2 separate regions of the Triticum aestivum genome follow, and region 2 is linked to region 1. A link is a contact called in public Hi-C data. All regions are on one chromosome and are shown on one strand. Each heading gives the region's core, a stretch centred on a gene start, on an enhancer-like site or on the middle of the called end of the contact. The rest is flanking DNA. Distances are from core to core; before and after follow the strand shown. Region 1 holds the start of LOC123079240 (protein tesmin/TSO1-like CXC 5). Region 2 holds the start of LOC123079242 (probable CoA ligase CCL8).

What was found. A called contact is a pair of places that touch in the nucleus more often than the background predicts.
Region 2: a contact with region 1 is called in a Hi-C map of leaf, with 4 times the contacts expected there. The contact joins the promoter of LOC123079242 here to the promoter of LOC123079240 in region 1. A contact is called at or near these places in 2 of 5 Hi-C or Micro-C datasets (both in leaf).

The regions. Positions count from the first base shown.
Region 1 is chr3D:411,846,628-411,852,678 of IWGSC CS RefSeq v2.1, forward strand. LOC123079240 (protein tesmin/TSO1-like CXC 5) reads right to left here and starts at 1,487. Exons shown (of 8, transcript XM_044501969.1): 1 at 778-1,487; 2 at 135-239. The coding sequence starts at 1,190.
Region 2 is chr3D:412,152,507-412,158,785 of IWGSC CS RefSeq v2.1, forward strand. It overlaps LOC123079242 (probable CoA ligase CCL8), which reads left to right and starts at 1,559. Exons shown (of 17, transcript XM_044501972.1): 1 at 1,559-1,881; 2 at 2,936-3,108; 3 at 3,873-4,052; 4 at 4,370-4,571; 5 at 4,785-4,873; 6 at 5,070-5,139; 7 at 5,542-5,594; 8 at 5,873-5,980; 9 at 6,062-6,160. The coding sequence starts at 1,686.

The DNA.
Region 1 (6,051 bases), core at 237-2,736:
ATTTGGTGACTTCTAGAAGAAGTACGTGAAGGAATCGTTACATTCCTACGAAAGAAAGTAATGTCTTCATTGGCAAGAATCACATCATAATATTGACCTCCTGTCAAGCTAAGACACAACAAGTCTTGACTTACAGCTTCAAACATTTGGAGTGCCGACAATTGCAGCACTTCTTCTTCGTAGGTGTGCCATCTTTCCCATCATACAGCCGTCCACGTGGTTTTGGTGACTCTGGCTTCCTAAAAACAAAAGAACAGCGATATGGAAAATTACAAAAATGAATATTTTTAAATTATACGTATCAATTAGGATTGTCAGAGGCCATTAGGATGTACTCCCTCCGTCCAGAAATACTTGTCATCAAAATGGATAAAAGATGATGTATCTAGACGTATTTTTGTTCTAAATACATCTCGTTTTATCCATTTTGATGACAAGTATTTTCAGACGGAGGGAGTATGCTACAATTAACTATAATAAATGTCAGTTAAAAAGCATCCATCTAATACAAGCAGGCATCTTTGTTACAAGGAAACACAAGTGCAAAGTAAAATTTGGGAACCAAGTTTTCAAACTTGGGTTACATGCTTAAAAAAGGACTACATGACACCCAAGGATGTGAATCCAGAGAAAAGAAACGAATTCATCGTAGCCAAGAGCCTGTCGTGCCCCTCCATACCCTCGATACAACAGAGCCCCGGAAGTGCAAGACCGAGAAGCAAAAAAATTCAAAACTTGACGCAAGACGTAATAAATCTTGAAAAGGGAGGCGCTCACAAGGGAACGGCGACCGGCGGGCGCTGTACGGGCTGCGGCAGGGCCGACCGAGCCTGCGGCACGGGCACGGGCATCGCCATCGGCAGTGCCGGCCGCGGCAGCGGCGCATGCACCATCTGATGCGGCCGCATCACGGGCAGCCCCCGCGGCTGCAGCTGATGTGGCACCCCCATGGGCAGCGCGGCCCTCAGCTGGTGCGGCTGCGGGTACCCGACCTGCAGCGCCCTCGGCTGCACCGTCCGGGAAGCGGCGGCGGCGGCGGCCGCCATGGCGGGGTTCCCGTAGTTGAAGTCGAGCTGCCTGACCAGCTTCTTAATCGGCGGCTGCGTGGAAACCGCGGGCACTGGCACTCGCGGCGGGGGGCCGCTCCCGGCCCCGCCCGCGCCCGCGCCGGCCTGCTCCTTCCCCGCCATCTATCCGCTCAGCCCGGGGAGCTAGCAGATCAAAAACGGCCCGGCCTCCGCTGGAAACGGCCGCCCAATCCGGCGCGGCCGCGGCGAGATCGCGGCCGGCGGCTCCAGATCAGGCGGGGGCGGGGCGCCGAGGACGGGCCCGGATTGCCGCGCGCTCCGGCGCGTGCGTGCGTGCGGGAGGGGCGGCGAATGGCGGATTTCGGGAGGGCCGGGGTGGGGGGATTAGAGGATTTTCCCTCTTGCAGCTGCTGCTTCCGCCCTTTCTCTCTCTTCCCTTCCCTTGCCCGTCCTCGTCCTTTCTTTGTCTCCCACTCCTAGCTTTCGAAATCAAATTCATATTCTACGGCCGGATCCCCGCGGCGAGGCCGGATCGGACGGCGGGGCGCCGCGTGCGCGCATCCTGCGGCTCGAATTCATAGGCGTGAGGTTGTTTGGCCCGCTCGCCGTGCGATTGGACGGGGGCTGCGGGAATCCGGCTCGTCGCGCACGCGTCCTGCGCCGTCCCCCCTCGCGCCCGACGTGTGGGCCGTTTCCGGTGGGGCGGGGCAGTCAGTGGGCGGAGTGACGTGGGTGGATGCCGGGTTGGCTTGCGGCGGACGGCGGTGCCGTCGCCATCGCCTGGTGTGGATCGGTCCTGTCGTTTACGGGGAGTTTGCACTCCGGGGGAGACGCTTGGACGCGCCGTGCGCCGGTCTGGCTCTATGACACATAGAGTCGGTTGGGTCTGTGCCCCGCATGTCAGCTTCTGTAGTTAGGTAGTTGTAGCGTACAGCATGTATTACAGTGAGCATCTGGTGAGGGCTTTTGAGAAAGTTCCATTCATACTAGGGTTTAGTGGAGTCCGTGAGATGGGCACCGTATTTCGTTGGTGCTCAGAGCAGGAAATTGCCGTTTTCCGTCAGGCTTTGTCTACAAGGAATTAAACATTACAGTCCTGGCCGTGATGAATTTTTTTATAGTGGAGGCAGTGTGTTTGCAACAGGGTCACAACATCTCGAACCTCTATAACTATAGTTTGTAGTGAGTTTATTTATATATATATAAATATATATAGAAATTTCCTTCTTTTTATTTCATCATCGGTGGCGGGGCAATAGCAATGTACACCAGGTATACACCAAGCTAGCGACAACATATCCACAGATCAGCAAAACCCGCGGTATTCATGTGAATACCAAAGAATGCCTCTGGCGCCGCCCCAGGTATATATCGTGTGAGTGTATGTGTCTACGTTGCACTTGATATGTCGTTTCAAGATATTGACGTTAGTGTGGATGGTGACCGTCTAGTCTAGTTTGGTTTTTCCTTATAAAGCGAAGATTGGTGTTGTTGTGGTCATGTGTTGCTTGACTATTGAACTTTTGTTGTCATTGTAGCGTTTGCGATGACCTGGAAGCCAATATCCCCAATACACACCGTTTAACTTTTTATATAGCATATAATCAACCTTTACTCCAAAAAGATAAAACGGCACCCGAACACTAGCGGTAACGGAATATGGCATTAAGTTTTCAAAGGAGGGGCGCTACTAACTACTACTCAATGCTCCTCTTTTTTTCAACGACGCCGGAACACTAGCGGTAACGGAATATGGCATCAAGTATTTAATTGCTCAATGCCCCTCTTTTTTTCCTTTGCGGTCTATTCCAAGCGCGTTGAATGATGACTTTGTGTTGGTGCAATAATTTGCCTCCTTACGTTTTGGAGTTTGTTGACATAAACAGTATGGGACTTATGTGTTTGCTAGTGCACACAGAGTAACAGGTCCCTGGAGTCACGAGGAGTTTGATTCAAACGACGAAGATAATCCCCTGCGTGGCAGTGAAGATTATCACCGAAGATTATGATAACAAGAGTGACCCCTCAAAAATTGCTTGGTTCGGTGCTCATCCAAAGGAAGTGACTGCGACCGAGAAGATTGAAGACGAAGTGAAGACGTAACATTTATTTCGTTGTTTCTCTTCTCTTTATTGAGTCATAGGACCACCGTACTACTAAGAGAGGTGTAGCGTTCGAAGCTTTGATTCTCTGATGCTAAACCCAAATCCTATGAAAGTTGCGAGCGAAATCTCTTTGTGTTCCGAGCAAATACTTGCCAGCAAGAGACTGTGATCTTCTTCCCTGCGAGAGAATTGTCTCTGACCGAGGAGTTAGCATTACTTGGTCCTCAAGTAATGTTACCGTTGCTCCTGAAATCCGCCCGTTGTGAACGTGTCGGTTGGCCATTGGCGCGTGTCCAAAATGGTCATTTCCCACCAGGGAAGGTTGCGGCTATAAATAGCCACCCCGCACCGGCGTTGTCCGGTGGCTGCTTCGTTTGATTGTGAGAAGATTGTTGAGCGACCTGAAGGAAATATGCCCTAGAGGCAATAATAAAGTTGTTATTAATATTTCCTTATATCATGATAAATATCTATTATTCATGCTAGAAGTATATTAACCAGAAACTTGATACATGTGTGTGGATGCATAGACAAGACAGTGTCCCTAGTAAGCCTCTACTAGATAAGCTCGTTAATCAAAGATGGTTAAGTTTTCTAACCATAGACATGTGTTGTCATTTGATAAACGGGATCACATCATTAGGAGAATGATGTGATGGACAAGACCCATCCGTTAGCTTAGCATAATGATCGTTAAGTTTTATTGCTATTGCTTTCTTCATGACTTATACGTGTTCATTTGACTATGAGATTATGCAACTCCCGAATACCGGAGGAATACCTTGTGTGCTATGAAACGTCACAACATAAAAGGGTGATTATAAAGATGCTCTGCAGGTATCTCCGAAGGTGTTTTGTTGGGTTGGCATAGATCGAGATTAGGATTTGTCACTCCGAGTATCGGAGAGGTATCTCTGGGCCCTCTCGGTAATGCACATCATAATGAGCCTTGCAAGCAATGTGACTCATGAGTTAGTTACGGGATGATGCATTACGGAACGGGTAAAGAGACTTGTCGGTAACGAGATTGAACTAGGTATGAGGATACCGACGATCGAAACTCGGGCAAGTAACATACCGATGACAAAGGGAATAACGTATGTTGTCATAAGGTTCGACCGATAAAGATCTTCGTAGAATATGTAGGAACCAATATGGGCATCCAGGTTCCGCTATTGGTTATTGACCAGAGAGGTGTCTCGGTCATGTCTACATAGTTCTCGAACCCGTAGGGTCCGCACGCTTAACGTTCGTTGACGATATAGTATTATATGAGTTATGTATGTTGGTAACCGAATGTTGTTCGGAGTCCCTGATGAGATCATGGACATGACGAGGAGCTCCGGAATGGTCCGGAGGTAAAGTTTGATATATGGGATAGTAGTGTTTGATCTCCGGAAGGGTTCCGGAATTCACCGGAAGGGGTTCCGGATGTCTCCCGAAATGTTTGGGTACGAGAACACTTTATTTGGGCCAAAGGGAAAAGCCCACGAGGCTTTTGGAAAGTGCAAAAGGAAGTTTTGCGGAGGCTAGACGCCAGGAACCCTGGCGTCTACGGGGTAGACGCCGGGAACCCTGGCGTCTAGCCCTGGAGTCCGAGTAGGACTCTTGCCTTTCGGGCAAAACCAACTTTGAGGAGGCTTTTACTCCAAGTTTCGACCCCAGGGCTCAACATATAAATAGAGGGGCAGGGCTAGCACCCAATACACATCAAGAATCACCAAGTCGTGTGCCGGCAATCCCGTTCCCTCTAGTTTATCCTCCGTCATAACTTCCGTTGTGCTTGGCGAAGCCCTGCGGAGATTGTTCTTCACCAACACCGTCACCACGCCGTCGTGCTGCCGGAACTCATCTACTACTTCGCCCATCTTGCTGGATCAAGAAGGCGAGGACGTCATCGAGCTTAACGTGGAGGTGTCGTACGTTCGGTACTTGATCGGGATGGATCGTGAAGGTGTACGACTACATCAACCGCGTTGATAAACGCTTCCGCTTTGCGATCTTCAAGGGTATGATGACGCTCTCCCCCTCTCGTTGCTATGCATCTCCTAGATAGATCTTGCATGATCGTAGGAAATTTTTTGAAATTGCATGCTACGTTCCCCAACACGACCCCCTCTCCTGAGTGATCTGAGTTTAAAATCCACCAAGAGAAAACCCCTAGAGCCAAAAAATTAGATAGTGATTCAGCATCACTCGAATCTAAGTCCAGTACGCTCCGCCTATTACTCTTGAGAGCTGCAAACTCTCTAGACGGTTAGGTGTTAATTTCTTCAGAGACCAAGAGTAATTGTGGTTCTCGAAGAAGAAGTCTATAAAGGTTCGGAGATCGCCTCAAGTATCTACCACGAGTGATCGACACTGGTTGACGAACCGATTGTCGAGGAGAATAGGGTGAAGAGAGTATATATTCTGTGTTAAATCACAACCCCTCCAACCAAACGTAGTCCTTGTGCAGAAGGCGAACTGGTCTACCAAATACCTTGTCGCCATCGAGCATCACTGGTTACCTCGGTTTTCCCTCTTTACATTCAAACTGTTTCTATCATGTGATTTGTCTCGATGCATGTTTTAGTTTCCATTCGTTAGTTTGTATTCGCTCACTGTACACTGTTTTCATTCGCTCCGCTGCTGGGTTCCGGGAGTTTTGATATTTCCGAAGAAATTTTAAAACTCCCATTCACCCCCCCTCCCTGGTAGACATACTTCGTTCCTACAATTGATATCAGAGCGACGTACTCCTTGACTCTGATCATTTTGGTCTAACCACCTTGGAGTTTAAGTATGTCTTCAGTGAGCTACAAGTCGCATATCAAGATTCTCATCTTCGATGGGACGGACTATCCCTTCTGGAAGGAGAAGATGAAGATCCGCCTCCGAGCCATTGATGATGATATGTGGAACGTGGTGCAGTTTGG
Region 2 (6,279 bases), core at 309-2,808, 310 kb after region 1:
CGCCAAGTTATGTAACATGGTTCGTCAACTAGAGGCAAGGTGGCCATTGCACGTAGCAGATGATGAGATCGTAAGTATTGTTTCCTCTTGCTCAACTTGTTGATTGATTCGTTCACTCAATGTTGACGTGCACATTCTGTAGCCCGCACGCGCTGCCGTGATGTACCACAAGACAGAGACCGACCATTTATGTACACACACTGTTGTATGAAGCTGAATGGGGAGCATGTGTGGGAGGGCATGATCCGTTGATGAAAAACTTGTTGGACATCCGGTTAATCTAGTCAAATTTGAGACATTATTATACTAGACTTAATTTTGCATGCTATGTATGGATGATTTGTGATATTTTCTATCCGAACTTTGATGAATATCGGCCGGTTTGCATGAATTTCGTCCGATTAGTTCAAATGTGGGTTGAAATGTATTCGGGCAGTGTTGGATGGCGGCCTCCCGCATTTGTGTCCACGGACTAGTCCCCCTGTCCACGGATGGATGCGGGAGGAAATTTGCGGGCCGCCGTTGAAGATGCCCTAAGAATAATATGTGTGTCAATACTTCACTAAACTTCACACGTGAGTAAAATGGTTTGCAAAGTTTGATACCCCATTTTTTTTAATTTTCCTAGTATTTTTTTTGTAAATTTACTATTCACGTGATGTAAGTACCCATATTCATCTTCGTATTTTTGCTAAAACCGTCCACTTTACAACTCTTATCATTTTGCAGGTTTTGACCTTTGTCCTTTTCTTTTCTTGCACTTGGATTTGCCTCGCGCGAAAGAGATTGAAATACTAAACATTTGAACGCCAATTTTAGGTCAGAACACATGGCGCATCAGCGTGCACGCTTCCTCCTGTCCATCAAAGAAAGACCACGAAGAAAACATATGTCTTAGTCTGCAAAAAAGAAAAAAAACCTTAGTTGTCGGTTCTCGCATGTATGTTTCAGACTCAACATGAGACACATGAAAGAGGCGCTGATCTTCTGACGTAAGTCATGTGACTTTGGGTCACTGATGTGTGAGCCAGCCCTTCAGATGGCCTAATGATTTTAAATCACCCAATTTAAGTCAGTCAATCATCTCTCTCTAAAAAAAAGAGTCAACCTCAACCACATAGTGAAAGGATCTATCTGTATATAGCTGCTCCCTCCGTCCGGAATTACTTGCCGCACTATCCATTTCTCCGACAAGTAATTCAGGACCGAGGGAGTATTAGCGAAGGGGGTTCGCAAAATGAACATGAAGCTTCCATCACCTCGGCTAATCTGGGAAATCCATGCTAAATCCAACGACTGAAACTGCCTTTTCTATTTTTGCACACTCATGATTGCTTCCGTGTTCTATTGCACAGTACTCCCTTGTCCATCATATACGACCTGTGCTGTTCGTGGCGCAACCCACATCATCCATCAGCGCTGCAGTCGTGCACGGAAGCAGTACAACGATGTCGATGTCGCCCAGGTACCTGGAGTCAGTGTGACCCCCCGACGGAGCCGATCAAGCGGACCAGCCAGCCGCACCAAACCAACTCCACACCGGAGAAACCCGCGAGCGGCACCAGTACCAGCTACGCGGCGTGCGGCCCCCTCCCCGCTTGGCACGAGCAACCTCGTAGGACGCATCCTCCCCACGGCCAGCACCACTCCACCCCCAGTCCCCCACCTACCGGGGCAGCCCGTAAATGCGCGCGCAGGCGTGGGCGCGCGGGGGGGCGGTGGCGCGCTTGATGACGCCATTCAATTGCCCCACGGCCCACGCCTCCTCCCCCCACCTGCTGCTGCCGCGGCTGCTGCTGCTCCGCTCCTCCTCTTATAGCCTCCTCCCCTCTCGCCTCCGACGCCAATTCGCCTCGGACTCCTCCACCTCGCCAGCCTCAGGTCAGCCCCTCCGTCCGTCGCTCCTTTTCCCTCCCAGCCCTCCTTCTGCTTCGCCTTCGCACAAGGTGTTCGTCCTTTTGCCTCAACCCCGCGCGCCGTCCGGCTGTCTTGAATTGCCGTCGGCGGTCCCTCGCCGTCGCGTTGCTCTGGCTTAGCATCGCTCGCTCCGCGCTGAAGCTGATCCGTGCGCCACTCTTCCCTGCTCTGATTTGTCGGAGCTGAAGGTGTCCGCTGTTCAGCTTCACTGGATGCCGGCGCAGAGAGGGGAGAGTAGTAGCAGTAGCCGCCGATTCACGGGGTGGTCCCTTCAGGCGTCCGCGTTCTAATTTTGATGCTTCCACAAGGAATTCGGTGTACATCTGCCCGAATTCGAGTAGGATATGCTCATCAGTGATCACTCGAGCTGTTTCTCTAAAGAAAACAAAATGATCACTGGAGCCCTTGCGATGGTAGCACGGATTAATAGTCCTAATGGATTCAGAACCTGCCTCTTGGGCCTCGTGATGTCACGTTCTCTCTAGAACTATGCAGCATTAACTGTTAAGCTAGTACTGCTCCCATTACTACAGTTTGGAGGGCCAATTATTGATGAAACGACGAGGGGCTAAATAGGACAACATGAGCAAAAATGCATTGCACTTACATTTTGATAAGAGCTGGAGAGGCTAAACGACTTGCATGGTAAATCATAGGGAGTAGTGAACTAGTTATAATTGTGCAGCCGTGCCGCTTCCAGAATGACTTTGGCAATGCAGCAGTTCATAGTTACTCTTGTGTGTGTGGTCAAACTGGATGTTGCATTGTGGTTTGTAAGCATACTTCTCAAAGAAGTGGCCACAGGGATCAGGTTTATTTTGGTACTGTGGTAGTCGGCTAGGACTATTGGGCTCTCTATTCCCATTTGCTTTCAAACCAACTACTGCTTACTGCTTTCTATGGCACGCAAAGGCAGTTGATCATTCATCTCAATATCTGGTTATAGTTTGAAGCATAGGACTACATTTTCCATTTAGTTTTTTTTCCTGATGTTTCTATTATCTTGCTTGTGCCTCAGTTGACAGCACCAGACAGAGTTCTCGTACGTTTATGGAGGTTGTTCGAGAAGTCTATAAGCATGGCTCTGCACATGGTGCCCGTGCGGCTATAAGAGCTGACCAGAAGAGTTACAGCCTTGTCCAGCTTATTTCGTCTGCACTGGATGTCCACAATATTTTGTGCAGAAAACATGTACCACCAATCCTTTTTCCATATCGTAGTTTTTTGTGTATATTCACTTGAGATGTCCGTTAGCCATGAGGTGATTAGGATGACTATCCTGACCTTATTTCTAGGTCCTGAAATTGATAGTTTATTAGTTTCCCTTCTCCTTTTGTTGTTATAACTTTTTTCGTAAGGCTGGGACTGAAATTTTCAACTAATTGGGTTGACGTGATAATATGCAAGTTCAAGCTCCCCAAAAAGTGCAACTTCAAACTTTATGATTTAGCTGAACCACTCTTGGTAGGTTGAGTGCCTTCTGGACTTCTGGTCATTCCTCTTCTAATACAAAAGGACAATCATTTTGGTTAGGGTGCGGGTCTGAGACTGGGAGGGTATAACTACTTAAGCTATTAGTCTGCCCTGCCTTATCCTTGCATGTTTGCTAGAAGGCGTCACAAAAGTTGCACAAGTGTTCAATAGGGTTCTTCCCTATCATTTCCATAAAAAGATGACTGGACTGCACAAGTTAGCCTTTACAAAGTGCAGCCGAGTTTTTTTAGTAGCTCTAGTCAAACTCCAGTTATGTTAATGAAGGACATGTGCAGTCATTACTCTTTTTATGCTTCCACCTTTACTTCCCAAAAATATGGTAGTTCACCATTCAATTTTGTTATGACCAAGATATATAAGTCGACTGAGCTTTGGTTAACTTATCATTCTGTTAACTGTCCGATGCATGTTGATAATGCCTTAGAGAAAACTCGGTTAAACTGTTCTTTTTAATGGCTCAGGATGGTAAAGATTCTTCTGTCAATGGAGCAAAAGGTTGCGGTGCTCGTATTGGCATCGTGGCTAAACCCTCTCCTGAATTTGTTGCTGGGATATTTGGAACCTGGCTTTCTGGTGGAGTTGCAGTACCCCTTGCACTTAGCTATCCTGAAGTTGAACTTCTGCATGTCATGAATGACTCGGTTTGTTCCAAATTTATTGCAGTATCCCCCCCCCCCTCTTTAATATATCAGCTTAAGTATGAAACATTTTTATTTTCTAGTGGGATATTATGTATTATTTTTCACATTGCTGTTGTCAGCAAGGGTTGAATTTAGAAATAAAAGTTACAGAAGGTCATGTAGCAAGGGGTGTTCCTTAAATGCACCATAGAGGGGCTGTCTAGAGCCTAGACATCTTGTAGCATATCTAGATTTAAAAATTTGTTGTATACGCACATATGTTTACAGTACAATGGACTATCCGATGTGTCTTTGTTTCTAACTTCCGTAACTTACAGGACATTTCTATGGTGTTAAGCACAAAAGAGCATCATGGCATTATGGAAAGCATCTCTACCAAATGTTCCACTCGTTATTCTCTTCTTCCAACTGTGGAAAGTATACCTCCGAAGATAGATGCCCAAGAGCCTTTAAGTAGTGTAGTGACTTCATCAGTTTCTAGCTTAATGGCTGAGATTGACACTTTAAAGAAAATTAAAGGTGATTACTAATGTTTATTTTACCGCAAATTTATATTTCATTTATGTTGCTGCTTTTACGCTGATGTTTCACTAGTGGAGTATGTTCACTAGTTAATCATGAACATATGTTCAACAGTTAACCATGAACATATGTTCAACAGTTAATATTATTTTCCAAATATGTCGTATCCTCCTGCTATAAACCTAATTATGCTGGAATTTTGTTATGCAGGAGATGATCCTGCTCTTATCCTTTACACAAGTGGCACAACTGGTAAACCGAAAGGAGTAGTCCACACTCATGAGGGGATACTTTCTCAGGTGCATTTTATCATCTTTAAGTAGATCTATCGTACAGTTTTAGAAACATTCTAATTGAAATTAACACTTTTGGTTACTTTGCTGTTGCTATGAGCCTATTATTGATATTTCCGCACTCTTTTCATGATCCTTTTATTTATTTGAACTGGTCTGTGAGTCTTTAATATACATACCATTTTATTTACTGGTTTCGCAGGTTCAAATTCTGACAGAGGCATGGGGATATCAAAGTGAAGATCAGTTTCTCCACTGTCTTCCACTGCACCATATCCACAACAAATGCTAATACTAAATAATATATAAGGATCTTGGACCATATTCTACACGTACATATCAATTCGCATGATTTCCAAACAAGAACCTTCTTTTGTTATTTATTCAAGTATTCAGCTATACAGATACATGTTTGGATGATATCTCCTACTTTTCTTCCTTGGGAAATGGTTCATATCTTCAGTTAACTAGTTAAGCTTTCCCATACTGTAGTCATCACGCCTTTTTTTCAGGTTTAAAATGCCAAGCACACGCACTAGAATAGTAGTTAGAACCTCATCTAACTCACAATGTCTGATTGCAATTAGACAGCTTTCACACCCTTACTTCTGATTATTATATTTGGAGGAACCATTCTGCTTTGTCAATTTTATGAGGTCCTTAACTTCGATTACATGTGCATGGTCTTTTCAATGCTCTATTTGCGCCTCTCTATTCAGGATCAGTGGTAAGTACCCTCATTTACTTGTTGTATTACGTAAAATGCTTTATCTAGGAATCTACAATGGTTTGTTTGATCAATAGGTATTATGGTTTGGTTTAGGTGAACCATCTTCTGTAGCTCTTGGATTTATTTTCTGTCATCTTTTGTAGCTCTTGGAACTATTTTCTGGTCACTTAATGTGTCTATTTATTTGTTCTTTAGCCACGTAAGATTAATTGTTTCTAGCACATCTGTGGAGTTGCTTTCATGGTAAGTTAGTAACACATTTTCTCTGATTACAGGTCGAATTTTTGCCAAAATTCAGTGTGAGGGGAGTATGGCAGAGATGGCGCGAGTCATATCCCAACGACGGCAGTAAAAATGATGAGGCTATTACAGTATTTACTGGAGTACGATTCTATGGCATATACATATTTTCGTCGTCAAATTGGTTGAGTTGTTAGGGTGATTTGATTCGTCCTGAATGCCAGGTTCCGACAGTGTACACACGCCTACTGCAAGGGTACGATAGTATGAATCCTGATCAACAGTCTGCCTGTTCTTATGCCGCAAAGCAGCTGAGACTAATGGTAAGTCCCATGTATACGTTGTCACTAATTATATTGATTCCCTTATCTTGGTTTCAGCATTGAAATTTGAATGTTGAATGCCCCTTGTAAAGTTTGTTAATGATCTGGCTTAATCTTAT